2 separate regions of the Ovis aries genome follow, and region 2 is linked to region 1. A link is a contact called in public Hi-C data. All regions are on one chromosome and are shown on one strand. Each heading gives the region's core, a stretch centred on a gene start, on an enhancer-like site or on the middle of the called end of the contact. The rest is flanking DNA. Distances are from core to core; before and after follow the strand shown.

Evidence for each region. Hi-C and Micro-C count contacts between places; a contact is called where the count stands out from the background.
Region 2: a Hi-C map of tail adipose tissue shows a contact between it and region 1, with 10 times the contacts expected there. The contact joins the promoter of PDGFRA here to the enhancer-like site in region 1. A contact is called at or near these places in 8 of 16 Hi-C or Micro-C datasets (hypothalamus, liver, mixed tissues and 4 more).

The regions. Positions count from the first base shown.
Region 1 is chr6:69,923,608-69,929,704 of ARS-UI_Ramb_v3.0, forward strand. All of the region lies in intron 2 of LOC121819871 (a long non-coding RNA gene), which reads right to left. Among named protein-coding and RNA genes, the nearest start is that of LNX1, 50 kb to the left of the region's middle. Within about 2 kb of position 4,719, at least 10 of the 54 cell types and tissues checked have an H3K27ac peak or open chromatin away from gene starts, as enhancers often do. A contact at or near this core is called in liver, where this site is marked.
Region 2 is chr6:70,431,993-70,438,398 of ARS-UI_Ramb_v3.0, forward strand. It overlaps PDGFRA (platelet derived growth factor receptor alpha), which reads left to right and starts at 4,120. Exons shown (of 24, transcript XM_060417114.1): 1 at 4,120-4,188; 2 at 5,655-5,870.

The DNA.
Region 1 (6,097 bases), core at 3,469-5,968:
TTTCATATGTGTTGCACAGTTCTGTGACCTCCAGGCACTCTGCTGCACAGAGATCTCTATTCGCCTTGTAGAACTGAAACCCCATACTTGTTAAACAGCTATTTCCCATTTCTACCTCTCCTCAGCCCCTGGCAACCACCAATCTATTCTCTGTTTCTCTTGAGTGGAATCATGCTCTGTGGCTGGCTTATTTCATTTAGTGTAATATCCTGCAGATTCATCCATGTTGTTGCATGCTGTAGGATTTCCTTCTCTTCTGAGGCTGAATAGCATTCCATTGCATGTACATGCCACAGTTTCCTTATCCACTCACCCATTAATGGGCATTTAGATTGTTTCCACATTTTGGCTATTGTCAACAGTGCTGCCGTGAAGAGAGGAATGCAAACGCATCTTCAAGGTCGTGATTTTAATTCTCCTGGATACCTACTTGGAAGTGAAACTGCTGGATCAGATGATAGTTCTATCTGTAATGTTTTGAGGAACTTCTACACTGTCTTTCATGGTGGCTCTTTCATTTTACATCCCCACCAACAAGAGTTCCAATTTCTCCAAATTCTTAGCAACACAACCTTAAAGAAATGTAACAGCCCTGCTAGTTGGCGTGAGACAATCTCATTACGATTTTGATGTGCATTTCCCTGATGATTAGTGATGCTGAGCAGCTTTTCATTTACCAGCTGGAATAGCAGCTATTTACTGAACAACTGTGAGCTCTGTTGGGCAGAGATCATTTTGTTCATTGCTCTGTCCCCACTGTTAAAGAATCTGACATGTGATAGGCACTTAATAAATATTTTTGAATGAATAAACCACCATGTGCCAGGCATGCCACAGGTATTATTTCCAAATTCTTATCAGATCAGAGGGAGGCATCAACATCCCTAAGCTATGGATTATAGATACAGATAGATATGGATAATGGATACTAAGATCACATAGCCAGGCAGAGGGAATAAATAGGACCCAAAACATGGGTCTTTGATGTGAACACACAGATGCTGCCTCAATACTTCACTAGCATCTCTGCTTCTGGCCTTTTAAATATCTTCTCAGTGCAAAAACAAAACAAAACAAAACAAAAAAACCACCAAAGGCAAATTGGGATCTCAGGCAAGAAAGGACTCTGGATAAAAAATCCAGACTCACAGAAATCAGAATGAAACATCTGGAAGTAGAATATCCAGTCCACTGCCTGGGAAATGCTGTGATTTGCACAATTGCAATAGTCAAAGCTATGGTTTTCCCAGTAGTCATGTGTGATGTGACAGCTGGACCTCAAAGAAAACTGCGTGCCGAAGAATTGATATTTTTGAATTGTGGTGTTGGAGAAGACTCTTGAGAGTCCCTTGGACTTCAAGGAGATCAAACCAGATAATCCTAAAGGAAATCAGTTCTGAATATTCATTAGAAGGACTGATGCTGAAGCTCCAACACTTTGGCCACCTGATGCGAAGAACTGACTCATAGGAAAAGACCCTAATGCTGGGAAATATTGAGGAAGAAGGAGAAGGGAACAACAGAGGATGGGATGGTTGGATGGCATCACCGACTCTATGGACATGAGTTTGAGCAAGCTCCAGGGGTGGGTGATGGACAGGAAAGCCTGGCATGCTGCAGTCCATGGGGTCGCAGAGTCGGACACGACTGAGCAACTGAACTGAACTAGCTTGTTATCTCAGATCTCAAGTTCTAGCTGCCTTCACTTTAAAATCAATTATATCAGTGAATTAAAACTCTCCACCTCAAAAGAGATGATTATCAGCAGAACCCTTTCTCAAACAGTTTAGCCCAATCTGTTAAAGCACAATGGCTAAAAATAAACTTACTTTGATACTTTACAAAATATAAAGCTGAACAACAGTGGACATGAAAATCTACCACAGTTTTTCTCAGGAAAAAAAAACAACAACATGTATAGATGTATATGTATAGAAAAATATCTTGGGTAAAATCTGTTAAGCCAATATTGTCTTAATTCAAAATTACACCTAATTTGAAACAACTGCTTTTTCCTAGGCCAATGGGGTACTCTATTGTTTTTTAATAAAAACAACAGAAAGTTCAAATTCAGTTTCTGCCCCCAAGAAAGCTATGTTTCGTGTTAACAAAGCTCTACTGAAAACCACTCATGCTGGGAGCAGGGGTCTCCATCATGACCCCAGGGTGGGAGGATTGTCAGTGGTTAGCCAAGGTCCCGAAAGACTTGAAATTTTGCTTTCAGATGTGAGGGGATAATTTAACTTGGCCTGAATGAACCAGCCTTTGGAGAAGAGGAGGCAGAGACTAGAATGTCAGTCCCAAAGGCCTGTGTTACTTTGTTCTGTTCATCACTTGATCAGAGGAACGCCCAGAATGGATCCGAGGTACCAGTACACATTCTCTTTGTAAATTGCAGTAGCATATATTCCTTTGTGTGACTTTACTTGAACAGTGTTTTCTTATCCATTTTTGTGTTGATGGACAATTGGGTTGCTTTCAGATTTGAAGCACTGTAAGTGAAGCAGTGGCTACAGTCAGGGGCTGGAGGAGGAGGAAGCGGTACTAATGCTGAGATCTGAACTGCCTTCCTCCAAAATGCCTGTGTTAAGGTTCTAGCCTCCAAAGTGATGGTATTTGGAGACAGAGCCTTTATAGAACTCATTAAGGTTAAGTGAGTTCATAAGGGTGGGGCCCTGGCCTGGCTTCCCAGGTGACGCAGTAGTAAAGAATCTGCCTGCCAATACAAAAGACCTGAATTTGATCCCTGGGTCAAGAAGATCTCCTGGAGGAGGACATGGCAACCCACTCTAGTATTCTTGCCTGAAAAAAACTCCCTGGACAGGAGAGCCTGGCAGGCTACAGCCAATGGGGTCACAAAGAGTCGGACATGACTGACCATGCACACAAGCACACTAATCTGATAGGTGAAGGTGAAGTCACTTAGTCGTGTCCGACTCTTTGCGACCCCATGGACTGTAACCTACTAGGCTTCTCCATCCATGGGATTCTCCAGGCCAAGAATACTGGAGTGGATTGCCATTTCCTTCTCCAAGGGATCTTCCCGACCCAGGGATCGAACCCCAGTCTCCCGCACTGGAGGCAGACGCTTTAACCTCTGAGCCACCAGGGAGGCCCTATCTTCAATCTGATAGGAACAGTGTGCTTATAAGAAGAGACATCAAAGAGCTCGGTGCACAAATAAGAGGTCCGGGGAACACACAGTGAGAAGGGGGCTATCTGCAAGCCCGAAAAAGAGCCCTCACCAGAACCCAACCAAGCTGGAACCCTGATTTCAGACTTCCAGCCTCCAGAACTGAGAGATGAGTCTCTGTTATTTACACAGTCCAGCCTGTGCTATTTTCTTATGGCAGCCTAAGCAGATTAAGAAGGGCAGATTGGGTGTGAACAAGTTACTGATTAGACAGAGACACGATGGAACTGTTCACATAAGGGTGAAGGAAACACTCTGTGTCTTGATCTGACTAGCAGTTACATGGGTAGATATCTAGATAACCAGATTGCATCAAACTGTCCATTTCAGATTTGTACATCTTTATGCCTTAACCTTAAACAAGTCCTTCTCCTTCCTACCACCATCCTTCCCACCACCATCCTTCCCAATGGTCTTAGGTCAGGCTGCTGTCATAAAACACTATAGACTGAGTGGCTTATAAACAATAAAAATAGATTTCTCACAGTTCAGGAGGCTGAAATCTGAGATTAGAGTGCCAGGATTAATGTTGAGGGCTCTCCTTTGGATTGCAGACCTCCTGCAGTGTCCTCACTTGGCCAAGGGACCTCGGATCTCTCTGGAGGCTCTTTTATACGGACTCCACCCTTAAAATATTCCATGCATGTGGGCTCCACCCTCATGATCTAAGACTGCACTACCTAATACCATCACTTTGGGAATTAGGAATTCAGCACACACATTTTGGAGGGACACAACATACCAAGAGAATCTGTGTTTAAAAAATATACCAAAATAGTCTGACTGCCTTTGAATAAGGCTGATAGGAGGGAAATTGACATATATGCTTTGTCTGATGTATTTATATACATATTTGAATATAATAAAAACTCAAGAGATCCTACAAGTTGCCCTAGATCAGCAAGGACCCAACGGCAGCGCTAGATTCAGACCCCGCCCCGTTCCCTAACTGTAGCGTCTGATAGCAAACCCGCAGCCAAGGAAATGTGCAGGAAGGACGCCCTGGAACATCCAAGACATAGAGTGAGCAGGGAGGCCTGGGGTCAAGGGGGCAGCTCTGTGGGGTCCAGAGCCTGAGTCACCCCCTCTGAGGGACACCCTGCCCGCACTGCGCCGGAGGAAGGAAGCTGAAGTGAGGGTGATTGGAAGGAGCGGGCGGAGCAAAACCAAGAGCTCCAGGAGGGGAGCTGCACCACCAGCTGGGCGGCCCGGCCAAGAACAACAGGAAGCTTCCATCCCACCCCTGCTCACTACAGCCCCGGCGGGGAGCCCGGGGTCATTCTCTCCAAAGGGCCTTCGGCAGATGTTACATAAACAAAACTTCCATTGACTCCAGTCTGGGCCTGGCCTAAAATAGCCCGCGGACTTTCCCCCCTGACTCTGCAGAGTCTCTCCAGCATCCCTCAAGGTCCCCAGCGCTGATGAGCTGCTTGCCTCCATGTGCGGACAGTACTCTAGAGCATCCTCAAGAGATTTCCCCAGCAGCAGAGGGCGGGGTCCCTTTGTTTTCCCTGGCAGATGTCCCTCTATGCTCTAAGACCTTTGATGGCTACTGAGCCAAGGGACACATCCCTCACCAGAGAGGCAGGAAGCCAGGTCTGAGGGATAGCTGGGTGGGCCGGCAGCAGGTGTGAGCCGGGCCGGCTCCTCTCTCTGAGTCTCTGTCTCTCTCTCCCCACCCACTTTACAGGATGGAGTGTGAGTGGGAGCCCACTAGCAAGCTCTCCAGGTCAGACCGCGAGGCTTCCTTGTCAGGGCTTTCTTTTGAGCTTTGTGCCTTCTCCTTTCGAGCCTTCCTATGTGCCTTTGTGATTGAACCCTCTTCAAACTCTCTCTGAGCTCCTGTAAGCTCCTCTGACCCCATTTACACTTCTTCTTTTTGCAGAAAACCATTCCATCTGTGCATATCTGGAGCTTCACAGAGCTGTGACACAGCTGTGATGCCACCCTCAGCTTTACCACCTCCACACTGCCCCTGAACACCAATAATGATCTTTTCCCCCTGAGTTGCCCCAGAATCCTGACTCAAAAAAAAAAAAATAACAAAACAGCATCAGCAACTTAAAAAGATATTGGTTAAAAAACTATGTGCCTGATACTATACTAAGCATTTTATGCTGTTTCATTTTATTTCTCATTGAGCAAGCCTATGAGATAGGTGTGATGGTAATCTCCAGAAGACTTCAGAAGAGTAAACTGTAATTTCCTATATTTATAGAAGTATTATAGGGTGTGTCGATGATACAGCAGAGGTGGAACACACTCAAGCCTGTAGGGCTAGTTTTCACACCTCAGATGTCCTAGAAAACAGTCCATAGGGGCTTATACCACCTCTTTTCCATAGTCTTCCTTGGGCAAAATCCAAGCTCCCCTACTCATTCTCAGTGTAATTAAATATATTATATTGATCAATTCCTTACTTAACCAATATTTATTGGGCATGTTATGTTCTCTAGGCAAGATGCTATTTAAGTCTACACAGGCCAAAAAGAAATAGCATGATGTGTAGTATGTGAATATTTAGCTCATATTTTATTGACAGTTGTACTTCGGTTGTGAGAGGGTCTTAAGTTTCTCAGGTTGAAGATCCCCAAACCAAGTCTCTGGCTAGGAACTAGCAGGTGTGCCAGTCTGCAGGAGAGAGGGAGGGAAGCATGTGGGGAGCTAGGAGGAACCCTACATTGGAAAGGTCCACACTCAGACCAAGGGGCCAGAGCCAGGCCGGGGAGGTCCAGCAGGGGACTGATATAACCTGGGAAACCCTGGCATTCAGAAGAATTTAGTTCAGATCCAGATCTTACTTCCCTGTAGCTCAAATGGTAAAGAATCTGCCTGTGATGCAGGAGACCAGGGTTTGATCCTGGGTTGGGAAGTTCCTCTGGAGAAGGGAATGGCAATCCACTC
Region 2 (6,406 bases), core at 2,870-5,369, 510 kb after region 1:
CATGTATTAAAAAGTAGAGACATCAGTTTGCTGACAAAGGTCTGTATAGTCAAAGCTATGGTTTTTCCAGTAGTTATGTATGAATGTGACAGTTGGACCATAAAGAAGGCTGAGCACTGAAGAATTGATGTTTTTGAATTGTGGTGCTGGAGAAGACCCTTGAGAGTCCCTTGGACTGCAAGGAGATCCAACCAGTCCATCCTAAAGGAAATCAGTCCTGAATATTCATTGGAAAGACTGATGCTGAAGCTGAAACTCCAATAAACTTTGGCCACCTAATATGAAGAGCCTACTAATTAGAAAAGACCCTGATGCTGAGAAAGACTGAAGGCAGGAGAAGGGGATGACAGAGGATGAGATGGTTGGATGGCATCACCAACTCAATGGACGTGAGTTTGAACAAGCTCCAGAAGTTGGTGAAGGACAGGGAAGACTGGCGTGCTGCAGTTCACAGGGTCACAAAGAGTCAGACACAACTGAGCAACTGAACAACAACACAGCCTGGGAGGCCTCCAGGATCTGGCTCCTTTTTGCCCCTAGCCATACAAGTTCTAGTCATTCCAAACTTTTTTTACTGCTGATGACTTCATGCTGTCTCTCACCTCTAAGCCCATGTCCATGAGTCTTCCAGAACTAGATTATTCTTAGGTTCACAAAGGAGATGTTTCTTCCCTCTAAGAAGTCTTCTCTGAACTCTGAGCTGGGGTTAGGCTCCTCCTATGTGTTTTGACATCACTGTGCACCCTAACATTCACTGACAGCACTATATTCCAACTTTGTTAATTGCTTGTTCAACTATTCTATAAATTCTATGTAGGCAGGGCTGTATCCTCAACCCTTGATATAGAGTCTTGGGCATTTTTGGCTCAGTACATATTTATTGTCTTGAATTGGATAAAGATAAGTTCCTCTCTTCCCTGGTAGGTGTAATGGTAAAGAATCTGCCTGCAATGCAGGAGACCTGTGCTCCAGCCCTGGGTCAGGAAGATCCCCTGGAGAAGGAAACAACCACCGCACTCCAGTATTCTTGCCTGGAGAATCCCACGGACAGAGGAGCCTGGTGGGCTACAGTCCATGGGGTCTCAAAGAGTGGGACACAACAACTAAGCAACTATCACACACACACAAGCTCCTCTCAGGCCAGGCTGGAGATCCCAGTTGTACACATTCTGGAGAGTTCGGGGGTGGGGTGGGGTGGGGTTCTGTGACCCACGACTCAAGAGGTCTGCCTTCTTTAACCTTCTTCATAATAGTCTCATGAAAATAATGAGTGTTATTCTAATGGGGCCCCTCTCAATAGCCAGCAGTGAGGCTGCAGCGGTTGGGGTGGGGAGCACTGGTAGCTAGACAAGAGTACTGTAGCAAATTCCTTCATGGCAAAGACCATATCCATTCTGTTTGCTACCGTAACCCTAATGCCTATTAGAGAGCTAGACACAAAGCGTATGCTCATTAAATGTTTTTTCAATCAATGAATCAACTGTTTCTCTCTCACTTTTTTTTTTTTTTTTGCAGGGGTGGTAGGGGGGGGGTGGCGTTCACATGGCTTGGATCTTAGCTCCCTGACCAAGAATTGAAACTGGTCCCACAGAAGTGGAAGTGCTGAGTCCTAACCACTGGACCACCAGCACGCCTGTCAAGTTGCTCAGTCGTTTCCGACTCTTTGTGACCCTATGGACTGCAGCCAGCCAGGCTTATCTGTCCATGGGGATTCTCCAGGCAAGAATACTCGAGTGGTTCCCCTGCCCTCCTCCAGGGGATTGTCCCGATCCAGGGATCAAACCTGTGTCTCTTATGTCTCCTGCAATGGCAGGTGGGTTCTTTACCACTAGTGCCACCCAGGAAGGCAAACCAGGGAATTCCATGAATCAATTCTCTAAAGTGGAGAGCAAACTCTGACTGGCACATGCCATCGTTTTTTTTAACTTACTTAAATTAAAAATATATACATTATAGTTTATTTACAATGTTGTGTTAGTTTTAGATGTGCCATAAGCTTTAATGAATTGAAAAACTGAAAGAGAAACTTCCAAAATCAAGGTTGGAGGATGTCTGGTGGAGGAAGGTGACTGTGTGTTAGATGCAGGCATGGCACACGTTGACCTACCAAGTGCATCCTCTCAAAGTCCGGGTGCCTGGTGCACAAGCTTACAAGACACCCCAGAAGCTCCCCCACGGATTCTCACCACAGGTTCCCCGAAACTGAGGCCTCAGCATCCCTTCTTCCTGACTTTCTTACAGATCCTCTCTTGGAGGTGTCAGGCCTGTCTTCTCATTCTGGCTGCTTGTTCTGGTCCTTCCTGGCTCCCTGCTGCCTTCTGGCCTAGGACCCAGTTTTTGAGAGGGCCTGAGACATTGATGGGTAATAGCTAGGAATCAAGATGCCCCTGTCCCACCTTTAATTGAGACCATGAACTAGAAAACTAGACTGGCATTCACCCAATTCTTGAGGCCAATCCAGGGGAAGCAGGGACCTGGAGAGGAGTATGTCAGTGACTGTGCCTGAGAAAGAGAAACTTTATCCAGTGCCTTCCTGGGCTTCTCCTGCCTCATATTGTTTAACCGTCTCAACAATCTGGGGACAAAGTGCAGACATGCCAATTCATACAGACGAGGAGACTGAGGCTCAGAGATGTGACCTGTCTTGACTAGATCACACTGGAACTGGAACCCAGGACATGGTTAGGCAGAAACTGGCACTGCTGTGCACTAACTGCTTAACCCCTCTGACTTTGTTTGCTCATCTGTTAATTGGGGGTAATCATGCACAACCCACAGGGTTGTTCGGGGGATTAAATAAAATAATACCCTGATTAAATAATGTGGCTCACACTCAAACTTCTGTACTATAATTAATGTAGTTGCAGATCCCAGGTTCCACTGGCTTTGCACCGCACAGTTTCTGCTGGAAGCCTTTTGCTTTTTTTTTTTTTTTTAAACATCATTAGCCCTTGCCTTACTCCTGGGACTTCCTGAGGACAAGGCCCTTTCTTCAGTCAAGCTGACCTAAACAGAGCCAGCCCTCCTGCCCCTCCCAAGCCACAGCTGTGAGTTGGAAAGCTGGATGCTGAGGCCCCTAATAAAGAGCAGACCTCCCAATCTCCTCGATCCCTCCCTCTCCCCTCACACGGCTTTCAAATTAAAAGTAACTAAAAGCTAAAGGTCTAACAGAAGGAGAGGGGAGTAGGTGGTGCAAAACCCTCTCCATATTGAGAAAGCCGTGCTCTCTCCCTAGGAAGAGGGTATCCAAGAATCCAGACCCAGGGGGGGTCTAGTCCCACCATGTCTTTCTCAGCTCTGGGGAGCTTAGTCCTTCCCTGGGCTCGTCAGAGTGGGAAACAGAGCTCACAGTCTATGGTCCTCGGGTCACAAAGCAGGCTCAAGTGTTTGGAACCCTAGCCCTAGCAGAGGCGCGGCTGGTCTCCAGCCACGGGGAATGGCTTTGGACTTCTCTTTGGAGACAAAGCTTTGAAGAGAAAGCCTCTAAGAACCCAGAAGAGACGCTGCACCCTTAGTCAGCCACCAGCAAGAAGATGAGGTGTTTAGGGGGACCCAGAGAGAACTGTCGCCCCAAGTTACACGAGCCTGTCTGGACCCTCTTTCTCCTCTTTTAATAAGACTTGGGCCTCTGTATTCTGAGCTGCAGAGACTAGAGCAAGCTTCCAAACCTCAGCTGGGGCAGACCCGAGGCAAGGGCGGGAACCCCACCATCCGCAAGCTTCCTCGGAGCCTTCCTCACTAAGGTCCCTTGCCGGCCCAGGGAGGTGTCTCTTGCAGGCTCAGACAAGAATTGAAAGAGGGTGGGAAATGGGACAGTTAGCGCCTCCCTCCGCCCCCCAGCCACCAAATGGCCCTTTATTTTCAATTCAGAAAGTTAGGGGGGAAAAAAAAAAAGCTAGAAGTGCGTCCCTCCCTCACCACAAACCCCCAACTTCATTTGAAAGGACCAACTGCGACTTGGCTTAAAGGTGATTTTCGCTACTATCGTCTTTGATAACTGCTGTAATCAGAGGTCTTCCAAAGCCCAAGTACCTTCTGAATTCTCCGAGGAAAGTAGAACTGGGGGGTGGAGCTGGAGCGCCGGGAAGAAGGAGAAGAGAAACAGAAAGCCAACTCAGCGGGGAAACGCCCACGAAACTCAAAGGTGTGACCCGGGGCTGCTGCCCGTCGCGGTCGCCCGGGAGTTGGGTAGGCGAGCCGGGGAGAGATTTTGGTTTTGTTTTCAGGGATCATTTGGATTTGGTTTTAAAAACTTCGGGTGGGGGGCTCTTTTTGATGGCTGGCTCTGCTCCATCTCTTGCTTCCAATTTCATTGTCGCCTGAGGGCCTAGATGCGCAAGGCCACGCCAGAACACCACGCTCCCCTAACTTCCCCTAACGTGGCTCATCTCTCGAGTTGGGCCTCCTTCCCAGAGGGTCGCAGCCGCCTCGACTGCGGGTTTGAGGGAAAAACCCTCATTCGTAATTCCATGATGATCTCTCAAGGGAAAAACACAAGAGGTGAAAATCAAAATCCGGGTTGAGGCTGGGACATTCGCTCAAGTACCCAAGCCGGCGAGGGTCACTCCTCCGGGAGCTCAGGGTGGTGGGTCCCCCGCAACGCCCCGGGCAGAAGCAGACAGAGAAGAGACCTCTCAGTTCGCCTCGGCCAGGAGGCATTTCTTGCCCGCTGCGGCTCCTGGACCACCCAGGACCCCGGGCATCGAGGGAGCAATCTGAAAGGATCTTAGAACAACACTGGGAGAGGGAAACTCGGCTCGCCCCACCTCTCCGCGACGCCCCTGTTGACAGACGCGCGCAGTCAATCCGCTGAACCTCGGCGGAGGGCGGACGGCAAGATTCAAACCCGCCTATGAGCAGTGGGAGGGGCGGGTGGGCAGAACTCATTTTAAGGAGCTAACCGCCTCTTTTTGTGGGCCTCCAGCCCCGAGGTTGCTCCCGACTAGTGGGTTTATTTTGCTTTTGCTGGGGAGGCAGATGTTGACCTCCCTCTATCTGCTCGGCCCAGGCTCGGGGAAATCTCCCAACCATTTGCTTCCCTTGCGCCACCCCCCACCGGTGTTCCATCCCCGGAGTCAGCTCCCCAGGCCTTTAAACCTTCTGGAATGTCACACATGGAAACCTTTAGCAAATGTTTGTTAATGATCATAACAAAGGCATCATTCAAATTAGGCAGGTAATTACTACCAGAAGGACGACTGAGTGCTTCCTTGCTCATCCGTTCTCTCTGTTTTAAACTCGCGAGGAGTTATGGCCCGAAGACACCCCGGCCCAGTCCACTTTTCGGGTCCCTTTAAGCGTCTCTGAAAGGAACTGTGAAGTTACCATTTGTGGGCGGGGAGAGCAGAGGCCTGCGTCCCGGAGATCCCGGCTTGACCAGGCTGGCAATGTCGTAGCAGCAAAGTAGGCCTTACTGGGTAGGCCCTGCGCCCTGCCTCGCCTCCTACCCTCTCGAGTCCGTGGTATAAAAATTTGCATCTCAGCTGGATTTTATTATTAGCATGAAATCCAGCACCCGCTTTCCCCCTATTATTCCGCACTCCGATTTTGGGGGGTTCTTTAGTCCCCGTTCGTTATCTACAAACATTACGGTATCCTGTTAGCATTCCGAACAAGGGGCTGTTCATATATTTGCCTTCAATGATTTCCTGAAGGAACATGTGGAAGTAATAGTGAGCAGTGCAGTCATCCGAACTGAAGATGCACGGGAGGCGGTTGCGCAGAAGGACTGGAGGAATGAGGCCCCTAGCCCAGCCTCAGGCGTCTTCACGAACCTGACACCCCAGGAGCCGGTCGCAGTTCCATACAGCACCCCTTCGAGTACTTCTCTGTGAACATCCCCTGCAGGCTGCTCCGTGTCCACTCTCTAAGTAAGGGAGAAGGTGATGGCTGTCCCACATTCCAGCCTAAACCAGGCCGCCCTGGCCACTGTCAAGTGTGTGTGTGGGGGGGGGGGGGGGGGGCAGAGTCGGGGGTGGTGGTAAAGGTTGAGCCCTCCACCCAACAAGAGAATTCGAAATTAGAGGAGGTGGGGAAGGCAATCGCGCTCCCCTCCCCCGCCCTCGCTGGGAAGCCCCACTCTGCCCAGGTCTGGTTCCTGGAGCGTCAGCGCCCCCTTTCTTTCGCGAGCAGGATCGCCCTCTCCCGGCTTAGTCTCCTGCCTGGGGCCCCAGGGCTAGGGTTGGGGGCTCCCTTCTTATCCCTAGTGTACCCGTACGGCCCGATCCACGCGTCGGGAGAGGGTGTGGGGAGAGTCAAATTGTACCCTCCCCCTGAACGCGGAGGTAGCAGGCTGGTTGTAGAAGATTCCGCAGACGATCAAGCCTGAGCCTTTTTGTGTGCGTGATAGAAGCCAGGACAACCTCGCCCAGATAACCATGAAAACAAAGGCAAGACAAGATAAGTG